Regions from separate parts of the Zea mays genome. Here regions 2 and 3 are each linked to region 1. A link is a contact called in public Hi-C data. All regions are on one chromosome and are shown on one strand. Each heading gives the region's core, a stretch centred on a gene start, on an enhancer-like site or on the middle of the called end of the contact. The rest is flanking DNA. Distances are from core to core; before and after follow the strand shown. Region 1 holds the start of LOC107403146. Region 2 holds the start of LOC100192862 (Cysteine proteinases superfamily protein). Region 3 holds the start of LOC109943176 (BOI-related E3 ubiquitin-protein ligase 1).

Evidence for each region. Hi-C and Micro-C count contacts between places; a contact is called where the count stands out from the background.
Region 2: a Hi-C map of ear shows a contact between it and region 1, with 2.4 times the contacts expected there. The contact joins the promoter of LOC100192862 here to the promoter of LOC107403146 in region 1. A contact is called at or near these places in 3 of 25 Hi-C or Micro-C datasets (ear, leaf and tassel).
Region 3: a contact with region 1 is called in a Hi-C map of tassel, with 2.3 times the contacts expected there. The contact joins the promoter of LOC109943176 here to the promoter of LOC107403146 in region 1. A contact is called at or near these places in 4 of 25 Hi-C or Micro-C datasets (bundle sheath, ear, leaf and 1 more).

What each region holds. Positions count from the first base shown.
Region 1 is chr10:115,361,329-115,364,881 of Zm-B73-REFERENCE-NAM-5.0, forward strand. It overlaps LOC107403146, which reads right to left and starts at 1,548. Exons shown (of 2, transcript NM_001321406.1): 1 at 1,285-1,548; 2 at 219-1,157. The coding sequence starts at 1,485. The coding sequence ends at 642.
Region 2 is chr10:115,131,454-115,135,006 of Zm-B73-REFERENCE-NAM-5.0, forward strand. LOC100192862 (Cysteine proteinases superfamily protein) reads right to left here and starts at 1,812. Exons shown (of 10, transcript NM_001138051.1): 1 at 1,554-1,812; 2 at 111-285. The coding sequence starts at 278.
Region 3 is chr10:115,557,790-115,561,342 of Zm-B73-REFERENCE-NAM-5.0, forward strand. It overlaps LOC109943176 (BOI-related E3 ubiquitin-protein ligase 1), which reads left to right and starts at 1,787. Exons shown (of 2, transcript NM_001365013.1): 1 at 1,787-2,264; 2 at 2,365-3,118. The coding sequence starts at 1,845. The coding sequence ends at 2,874.

The DNA of each region.
Region 1 (3,553 bases), core at 298-2,797:
GCCGGACGATCGAGCCAAACGTTTTCTATAACTGAAGAAAGAACAATATAATTTGCTAGGTAAACATTTTTAGATTGACCAGGCTCAGAAAAACTTGTCATGTCTTGTCCGCTCAGTCCTTGTGAGCGAGAGCATATATGTTCCATGGTTTTCGCGCGAGGAGCTGCCTCTATTTGGCTGGGAACATGATAGAAGAAATGGCCGCGCATTAGCGATCATCGACGAACCTCCTCCTACTTCTCGGGGTAGTCGGTACATATGCCACGGTGCAGCGCTATCAGATTAGAGTTTTACCGGTAACCGCCACCATAGTGAAAGTGAAACTATAGTCCGTCAACGATTCAGGACCTGATTAAACGCTTGCCAATCTTCAGTTCTTCACCAACTGTGCTTTGAACATGTACTGTATATTTACGCCGTTGATTCAGTATCTAAGAAGGCAGTGGTGAGCGCTGACTTCGGCAGAGTACCCTCGCACGATTCGCTAGGACATTTCGTGCCATTGCACTTTGGCCGCAGAATCTCCTTCCCAGCATCGCCGTGTGGCACTAGCTGAAGCGCCGCATTCGCGTCGCATGTACCGCGCTCTGGCAGCGAAACAGGGAAGCCTCGTCTCCCGCCATGGCAAGAAGTCCTCCAGTTCAGGAGAAGAGGACGTGGAGCGAGCCGTTCCTGGTGGTCGCGCAGACGGGGCACGCGTCCACGCCGGCCTCGTCGCACACGCGGCACAGGCACAGGTGCCGGCACGGCAGCAGCAGCACGCACGCTCCGCCGCTGCCACACGACTTGCACGCCAGCTTGGGCATGGACGCGCCGTTGGCGTGCGCGGCCGGCGCCTCGCCGAAGCAACACGACCGCGCGTCCTCGGCCTCGGCCTCGCAGACGCAGACGGCCGCACCGCGGGGCCGCAGCTGGTCCAGCGTGGCGCGGAGGCCCGCGGCGACGGCCTCGTGGCTCCTGGCCACGCCCACCCACGCCTGGCACTCGGCGCCCGCTTGGCGGGCCTTCTCCTCGAGCTCCGCGTTGCGGTGGAGCGCGCGCTCCAGGCCTGTCTCCGACGCGCGCAGCCGCCCCGACGCAGCGCGGCCCACGGCGGCCAGCAGCGCGCGGCCGTGCCTCCGCCGCGCCTCCTGCAGCGCCGCGCGCATCCTCTCCGCCTGCACAACATATACCACAGTCCACAGATCAGACGACACCATCGGACGACCATGCGTCCCACTCCCATCTATCGTCTGAGTCTGACGACGAAGCCGATTCCGGTTAAATCACTAATTCAGGCCGTACCTCGAGTCTAACGAGCGCGTCGATCTCCATGCCGTGGTGGTGCGTCCACGACGACGGGATGTCCCGCGAGACGACGGTCGCCGCGCCAACTGCCACCACTCTCCCGCTAGTGGACGTCGCCGCGCCGGAGCCCACCGCCCGGCTCCGCGCGTCGACGAGCGGTGGCACTGGCAGCAGGCGCTCCGTGCCCGCCGGAGGCATACCAACGCGCTGATCTTGCAAGAGATCACCGCCCGCTGCTGGCGCTGCCGCCTCAAGGCGCGGCCGCTTCCTCGGCAGGAAGCCGTAGTTGCACCAGGCGAGCTCGCTGCGCGGGAAGTCGCTGAGCACCGTCGTGTCGTCCCCGATCCGGGCCGGTGCCGGCACGCACCCGGCGTACTCGTCCAAGAACAGGGAGCCGCCCGCCGCCGGGGCTAGGTCGTGCGAGAAGTGCCGCGCCTGCACGGCCATGGCAGACGCAAAGCAAGGACTGGGGAAGGGGTCGGGTGGGAAGGGCCAGTGGAAGAACTGGGAATGGGTGGGCACTGGGCAGGGCAGGGCAGGGTAGAGCTGGTTATATATATACTGCCACGCTCGGCTCAGCCATGCCACTCCGGCAGGCTTGGGTGGGGGGAAGACTGAGCGGTGCCAACAAAAACACACGTAGGCGCCGCGGATGCGTTCGAGGCGCGACGAAAGCGGATCGCTTTCGACCGGCCTGGCCGGGCGTGTGGGGGCATTGGGCGTGGAGCCGTGGACGCCCTTTTTTACTGTGTGAGCTTAGCCCTAGGCCCTAGCTAGCTGCAAGCATCGTGAATAGAGATACAGGACAATAGCCATGGGTGTGAAGACGATGACTGTGATGTTGGGCGGTGGACGTTCCCCGGACTGGCTGGCTAGCTGGACCGATACCACGGATGGATGGGCCGGCCACTCCATGTTTCATGGCCATGGCCAGTTCAATCGTCTAGCTAGTGCATGGCGCCGTGGCTTTTGTGCTTTGTTCTGGATCAGATAGCTAGCGACTAGGGCAACCGTGTCCATGCCACTAGTAAAAACGATTGCAACTGCTGTGGCGCGCGCCGGCCAGTCAAAGTCTTGGCAGTTGGCCGTCGGAGACGGCGGCTAGCCCTCTGAGAATCCGATCGATCCCAGCACCGGCCGGTCGGCCGTAAACTTCACCCTCGAAGGACGAGAAACATGGCATGCGATGCAGTCCAAACAGTGGATGGACGACGCGCTGTTGCAGTTTCAACGCACCGTGCGAGAAGTGCGCCAGATAATAACAAAATTAGGCGCTGGAAAGTCAACAAGACAACAACAATAGCTATACAAACCAGATTTGTCAGTCGATATGAATGTAGGACCGGATCGCCAGATACAGTGTCATATTGATCTCTAAAATCATAAAATGTATTTTAAAATTTCTAAAGTTTAAGACTTATTTAGGTCTAAGCGGTTGTTTATCTCTACAATATTAAAACATCAGTTTCAACAGTCGTCCTGCATCATATTTTTAGTCCTGCATCATATTTTTACAAATAACTCACTCGCATTTCTTTTAAATTAACCTGCTGCACCCCTCGGCGCAGACCTCCGTATATAGATGGCCAAACGACGGCCCGGCACAGACCCGACGCCCGCAGCTCCGGTCCAGACATGTCGGCCTGCTGACCATGTCGGGCCGGCCCGTTAGCCCATTGGACCGTTTGGTTAAATCAGCGTAAAAACGGTGCAGGAGGTGGGTTCGAACCCACACCCTGATGGAAACAGTGCGGGAGACACTAGGTGAAGTTGTCTAACTAGTACAACATCATGCTCAGGTGTTTTTAATATTGAATATAGATTGTACATCTGTATATACATTTTTGTAAAATAAAAAAAATATAATCGTGCCCGGACGGACCAGCACTACGGGCCATGCACGGCACGACGCTCGTGTCGGGCTGGCCCAGGCACAATTAAATGGGTCGTGTCCCGGGTCGGCTCGCCAGACACGACCCATTTGACCATCTATATCTTCGCACGATAATGATGGTCCTGGTCTCGGTTGTCGCCACCTCGTTTACCATTCTCGGCAGAGGGCGTGGGAGCAGGCACCTCCTCCCCGTATTCGTTCGACACCAGCCCCGACACCGACCAACACAGTGGCTATTGCACGTCCACGAGGATGTTTCACAGCATGCACGCACCATCGTTTTTGCCGTCGTCAACAAAAACACTCGGCAAATGACCAAATGCAGTCGGCAAAGTGTTTGTCGAGTGCCACACTCGGCAAAGAGCCCATGGT
Region 2 (3,553 bases), core at 562-3,061, 230 kb before region 1:
GTACCAGAAAGGAAGACAGTGTGTGCCCAAAACACATAGCCTTCTGTGCGGGGAAGAAAAGGAAAAGCCAGAGGAAAATACAAGTAACTAAAATTCATGAGACATCTTACAGGAATTGATGTTAAATTAGTAAGACGCTTGGCCATAGCACCATCTAACTTGGCATATTCTTCGGAGAGAACCATTGCAATCATCCTATCATCATGAGTTTCACTCCTTTGGCTGCTCATTGAGGTTGAGCTAGATGAGGCACCTTCCCTTGGAAACATATGTGTCATCTCCAACCTAGTGGTTGTCAGGATAAAGAATTTTATAATAATTTTGATACGCTAAATATATTAAAAAAACATATCTAAAAGGAAATAAACACTGGAAATGCAATTTATATGTTGTACAACTACTGGCATGAAGGAAGGAAACAGAAACTACAGCGTAGGTTGAAAATTATATAACTTTAATGGAGACACACACACAAAGGAAAAGACAAAGAAAAGCATATGCAGAGAAAATGGGAGAGGCCTAGCTGAACAAATTTTACTGTAAAATGTTTATTATTATGTACATGATGAAATTGTGTCTTTGCTTGTTGGTAGAGGAGCAACGATTTGCATAACTTGTTTACATTGACACTTATCTACAGTACTATCATGTTAGTGATGTCTGTGTTGACATCTCAAATATCTTTTTCCTCAAACACAGTTTGCGTCCATCGCCAAGTCTTTCAGCATGCATTTAACATATGGTATAATCAATTATCCACGTGGACTTACAGTGATGTTCCATGTATGTAATACTTAATTCTACATGCATGGGATGACAATGACCTCTCAAATGTATAACTATATATGTACAGTAGAGGCACTGATTTGTGCTTAGAGCACAAGGAGTCATGAGAATACAGCATAAAACTTGATGGCTACCTCTCATGGATAATGAAATTTGGCTTAAAATGGATGAGGGTCTCTGCTAGCTAGGTTATGGAAAGAGCATAAAGCATAGTGCCGTTCTGGAGGCAAAATTGCATTCTGAGGCTACAAATTGGAGCAGCAATTTGTTTCTCCTTGACAAACCAACCAAGATAAGGTTATTAGGAGTAGAAGACGTTAGGGACTTATAGTGAATCGTATGTCCATCATCTGCACACTTTTTTTTCACGGAATCTCGAACACCTGTACTCTGGGGCAAGGTCCCAATGGATTTCGCTTTCCAGTATCATCATGACTCTCGCTGAACAAAAAGTTATATACTTCGTCGCTGTCTCGCTGATTATCCTAGGTATCCACCAAACAGCAAACGAATTCAGAACGCCTAATTAGCTCAATACTCTAGGCTGGCATTCCTGGTTCCTGAATTGGACCATTTTGCAAGCAGGTAGCAAACGATAACTTGCCACTGCACAATGTATCAAAACAAAGCCAACTCGCAGAACTCTAATTGGAATCAATTTCGACTGAAATTCAACACCGTCGCACATAGAAACGCCCAAATTCTCTACAAATGGAGCCCATTAACGATTGCAAATTAAAAAAAAACAAGGAGGAGAATCATATTACCACTGGCAGCAGCGGAGGAAGGGGAACGCCGGCGAGCTGGGCAGGAAACAGGGGACCGCTAGCCACGGATTGGGAGGACGCGCAAAGCAAAACCTTCTGCTTTGCGGGGATGGCCAGCGAAACGGGGACGGGACGCTTTCACGCGCCGCGGCTTGATTGCTTCCGCACGATCGGTTGGGTTGCGGCTATTTTCTTGCGCTGGGCAGGCTGCCGCGGTTTCTTCCGCGTACGGCCTTGCCTACTGCCCAACTACCAGCAGCAGAGCGCCGTGACTCGTTCCCCACGCGGCGCCTCCCGGATCCGGGGGCGACCTGGTTTGACCATTGACAGTTGGGACATGCCCTGAAACAATCCAGAGCGGCGGGTACCTTGAATTGACCATGTCTATTTTTTAGGGAAAACCCCAAATTAATACCTACAATTCTCGCTTACGTTCGTATGGTTCGATTTACTTTCTCGGTTCTAAAATACCGGTCTTTTTAGCTCTTGATTTTTATATCTATATTTAGATAGACGATGATAAATTTAGATATATATAAAACACATACATCAAATATTGTTTGAATCCATAATCCCTAAAATAATTTTTAATTTAAGACAAAGAAAGTATTAGTTTAGTCGGTCCAACGTACCTCTTAATAAAATTGTATTCTCATTTCTCTATATAGTATAAGTTGAATTTTAATTTCAAAACTTATGAGATCAAGTGGACACCATATATTGTTTAGAAGAATAATATATGAATTTTATATGTTTATGTTTAATACAATTTTATATTTTTATTGTTAAGTTATTATTATGCCGCTGATAGTGGGCACCATATATTGTTTTAAAAATATTATTATGAATTTATATGTTTGTGCTTAATACACTTTGTCTTTCTAATGTTAATTTATTATTATATGTCCTAGCTTATCAAAATAATGATATAAATTTGTGACATATATTTTACACATAAATTATGGTGCCAGCTATCCTCACATAAAATTTGAAATTAAAACCACCTTAATACAGAGAAACAAAAAAGATAAATCTTACTAAAGGGTAAATTAGACCGACTGAAATACTTTAGGAGAGTAAACCGAACCAAATGATAGTTTTAACTTTTTAGGGTTATCTAGATAAAGGTCATTGTCGGAGAGATCTCCGGCCGGGCGGCGGAATGCACCCGCCATAAATCCTAAGATGAGGAAGCGGCTAAGCGTTTTGCCTGATAGTTGGAAAATGGGGAGAACACAAGAACATACAAGGATTTAGAGTGGTTCGGGCCGCCGGAGCGTAACACCCTACTCCACTGTGTGATGTATTGAGCTCGAGAGCTTGTATGAACTTATGAGCCTGAGCTAGGTCTAAGTGTGCTTGAGTCAGCCTCGTTGCGTGCCTCCCCTTTTATAGCTAAAGGGGGGCACGTACAAGGGTGCTGAGCCCCGACATGCGGGTCTAGGGGCAAAACGGAGGGAATAATATAGAAGTATCTAATGCCAGTTGAAAGGGAATTAGGCTTACACCTATTTCCTAATTGATTTTGGTGGTTGAATTGCCCAACACAAATAATTGGACTAACTAGTTTGCTCTAGTATATAAGTTTTACAGGTGCCAAAGGTTCACCATAAGCCAATAAAAAGACCAAGAAAGGGTTCAAACAATGCGAGCTAAAGACATCCCGAAAGGCACCCTGGTCTGGCGCACCGGACTGTCCGGTGTGCCACCGGACAGTGTCTGGTACACCACCGGATAGTGTCCGGTGCATCAGGGCACTCGAGGCTAAACTCTTCACCTTCGGGAAATTCAGAGGGCGCTCCGCTATAATTCACCGGACTGTCCGGTGAGTCACCGGACTGTCCGGTGAGTCACCGGACAGTGTCCGGTGCACACCGGACTGTCCGGTGCACACCGGACTGTCCGGTGTGCCAGTGGAGCAACGGCTTCTTCCGCGCCAACAGTCATCTGCAGAGGCATTTAATGCGCGCCAGAGCGCGCAGAAGTCAGGCACGCGCGAG
Region 3 (3,553 bases), core at 537-3,036, 200 kb after region 1:
TGCATGCTATCATGATGTTCGATTTGAGCTTCATTTACGTCCTTTTCTTACCGAATTTATACTATCTAGCTAGAGCTTGTTATTTTTACGTGACGTGTTTAGATGACTATTGCCAATTGCGGTGGTAAAGCAAACAGGCATATGTGGCCTGTCAATACGACATTGGTCAAGTAAATGGCCACATCAATAGAAAATATACATCGTGGTGCATAAAAATTAATTGAATGGATGTATTATCATATATTTGTATCCCATATTTACGTCTATTTTAAATATGAATGTGTAATCTTTTGTATTCCATATTCTACTCAGATGAAGTGGTTATGATACGAGTGTTGGGTACCACCGGCAAGTCTACATGTATCTATCTTTTGATGAAAGTTGTTGTAGTTATTTTTAATTTTTGTAGTGGTTATGATATGAGTGGATTGAAACACTGTGTTGTTTAAGATCATGTAAAATTTATATATATCTAATTTAGGTCGAGAAGTCTCGTGTTATGATATGTTGTTTGATTTACGGAGTCGTGTCATGTGTATAAATTTTATGCTTTGTTTGATTTGCGGTATCACATAGATAACGATTTCACATGTTTCCTCGTAGCATCGCACGGACATAAACCTATTTGTACATAATTATCGTGGTATTGTAGGTTCCCGTTGCAACGCACGGGCACTCACCTAGTAAAATAGAAATATCAAGTTTGCCAATACATAAAATCTATGACCCATGTACCCAGCGGATTGAGATGGATTAAATTCCCTTAGGCCCCATTTGTTTTGTTGGAATTGAATTTCATTTTAATAATTATAATTTAGACAAAACTAATTAATTTCATATATTCATATATGTAATATATTTATATATTAACCTAAATTATATGAAAGAGATAGTTATATACTATATTTATATTATAGCGAAGCAAGTAGATGAGTGTTTTATAAATTATACATCGGAAAAATAGTATGTAAATCTATAAAATCAATTTTCATCTCTCACCCATTAATTTAAGATAGTCTTATATGATAACTTTGAAAAATGGTGTAATATCACATTCTAAAAAAATAATCTATTCTATTAGTAAGATTTCAATTCCTTGAAATGAAAGAAAACAAACCGGACCTTATATTCAATCCCCTCAATACACTCAACTGAACAAACCCTTATAAATTGTAATGGCTTCATGTTAAAAGTGCTGAATGCTGTAGGCTAGGAAAACACCCAGAGCCATTGCGTCATCGCAAAGCAAAAAATGTCGTGAACCTGAACCATCATTTCGAGGAATCCTCACTGCTGGATCACGAAATGGAGATTATAGTAAAATAAATAAAAGAAAAGAAAAGACATGGCGGCAAGCTCCCACCTCCCAAGGCAGTGGCAGGGTAGGCCACCCGTTGCATGCTGGCCCACGCGGACCACCACACCACCCAGAGCACTCCACGTCCTGCATCACGGTCACCGGGTCACGCCACTCGGCAAATCAAACGGAGAAAAAAAAATGGAAAAAAAAAAGAAACGTAGCGCAGGCAAGGGGAAAAGGAGAGGTCGCAGCTGCTGCATTTGCCTTGCTCCGTTCTGTGTTCTTCTGCCTGCTCTCCCTCTCCTAGTCATATGTCATCAGATATTATAAACAAAAAAACCGACAGCTTTTGTCTCCGTGCAGACGCCCCCACACAGCCAGGCAGGCACACACCCCACGTTTCCTCCCCGTCACCGCACCGCCCGGTCTCTCCCCCGGAGTATATATAACTTCCCTCCCGTCCCGATGTCTTTCTTCCACTGCCCACTTCTCTCCTCTTCCCTCTCCCCGCCCACTCGGCACTCGCAAGACAAACGCGGCGGCGATGGCCGTCCAGGCGCAGCACCTGTTCGCACCAGCTTTCCTGCCCCACGACGTCGGCCACGCCTTAAGGGCGCTGGAGGGTGCCGCGGCCGTCGGCGGCTCCGCGCTCCTGGACGAGCTCGGCCTCGGCGGGTGCGCGCCAGCGCCGGCGGCCCTCGGGGACGCCGCGTTCGGCGACGCCCAGCCGCGCAGCGAGCTCACCTGCAATGCCGCCGGTGACAACAGCGTGTTCCTCCCGAGGAAGCGGGCACGCGTTGTGCCGGGGTTCCTGGACGTCGGCCACCAGCCGGGGTTCCTGCTGGACGAGGTGCAGAACAGGTGCGGCGCGGCGTCCACCAGCGGCCGGGCGGCGGCGGCCAGTGGCGTCCTGTCGCAGCTGTACCACCAGGGCGTGGAGGTCGACGCGCTGGTGCGGGTCGAGGTGCGTGCGTTGGGTTTGGGAGTCTGGTGGTACATACATACATGTTCGTCGACGGACACGGTGTCTCTGATCCTTTTCCCCCCCACACCGTACGCCGCAGACGGACAGGATGCGCGCGGCGCTGCAGGAGGCTCGGCGGCGGCACGCGCGCGCGGTGGTAGCGGTCGTGCGGGGCGCGGCGGAAGCTCGGCTCCGCGCCGCGGAGGCAGAGCTGGAGCGCGCCCGCCGCCGCGGCGCGGAGCTGGAGGAGCGGCTCCGGCAGCTGGCCGCCGAGGGCCAGGCGTGGCTGGGCGTGGCAAGGAGCCACGAGGCCGTCGCCGCTGGCCTCCGCGCCACGCTCGACAAGGTGCTCCAGCAGCCCGCCGTCGCCGGCGGCGGTGGCGGTGGCGGCGAGGCGGAGGACGCGCAGTCCTGCTGCTTCGTGGCATCCCCGTCGGGGCCGGTGTCGACTGGTTCGTCGCCGTCGTGCAAGGCCTGCGGCGGCGGCGACGCGTGCGTTCTGGTCCTGCCGTGCCGGCACCTGTGCCTGTGCCGCGCGTGCGAGGCCGGTGCCGAGGTGTGCCCCGTCTGCGGCGCCGTGAAGAACGCCTCGCTCCAGGTCCTGCTGTGACGGCGAGGAGGCACTGGCAGCGGAAGCGGGAGTCACTCCAGCTTGCCTCCCGCGTGCCCCGGTACGTGAGTCACGACACCGGGGTCAGGCAGGAAACTTTTGTTGGTTAGTAGCAGTAGAGAGTAGCCCTGTTGAGTACAATCATGTAGAAATGCATTGGCTAAACCACACGTCATAGTTCCTGTTTGCTCAGAGACGTGTACTCATTTTCCTTGATCGCTAAACCACATCATGTTAGCAGTTAGCACCATCTATGCCGGCGGATCGCGTCGTTGCTGGTGAGTCCGGACTGTACTACGAGGCAGGCTGGTGTCCCTCGGCTGCCTGCCTGTACCACGAGGCAGGCTCGTCTCGTCCACACCGCAGAAAAGGCGTGAGTGTACTCCAGTCCAGTCCCGGGAGGACAGAACTTTGCCTGTACAAATCTGACCTGTCCGGTGCGTCACTACCCATCAAGTCCAAGCAACGTTGGGGGTCGGTCAGTGACCGAGCGATGAGGTGCAGTAATTTACCTTTGGCTTGGCATTGGAATCGAGTTCGATAGGCAAAGCACTCGGTAGATTGGTAGGGTAGATCGTTCTGCTTTGGTAGGGTAGTAGATCGCAGAGCTGTAATCAGTCACTTGAGCGCACGTCTAGTCAAAGTCCACACTCGGCCTGCCGCCTGCGCTCGAGAAAAA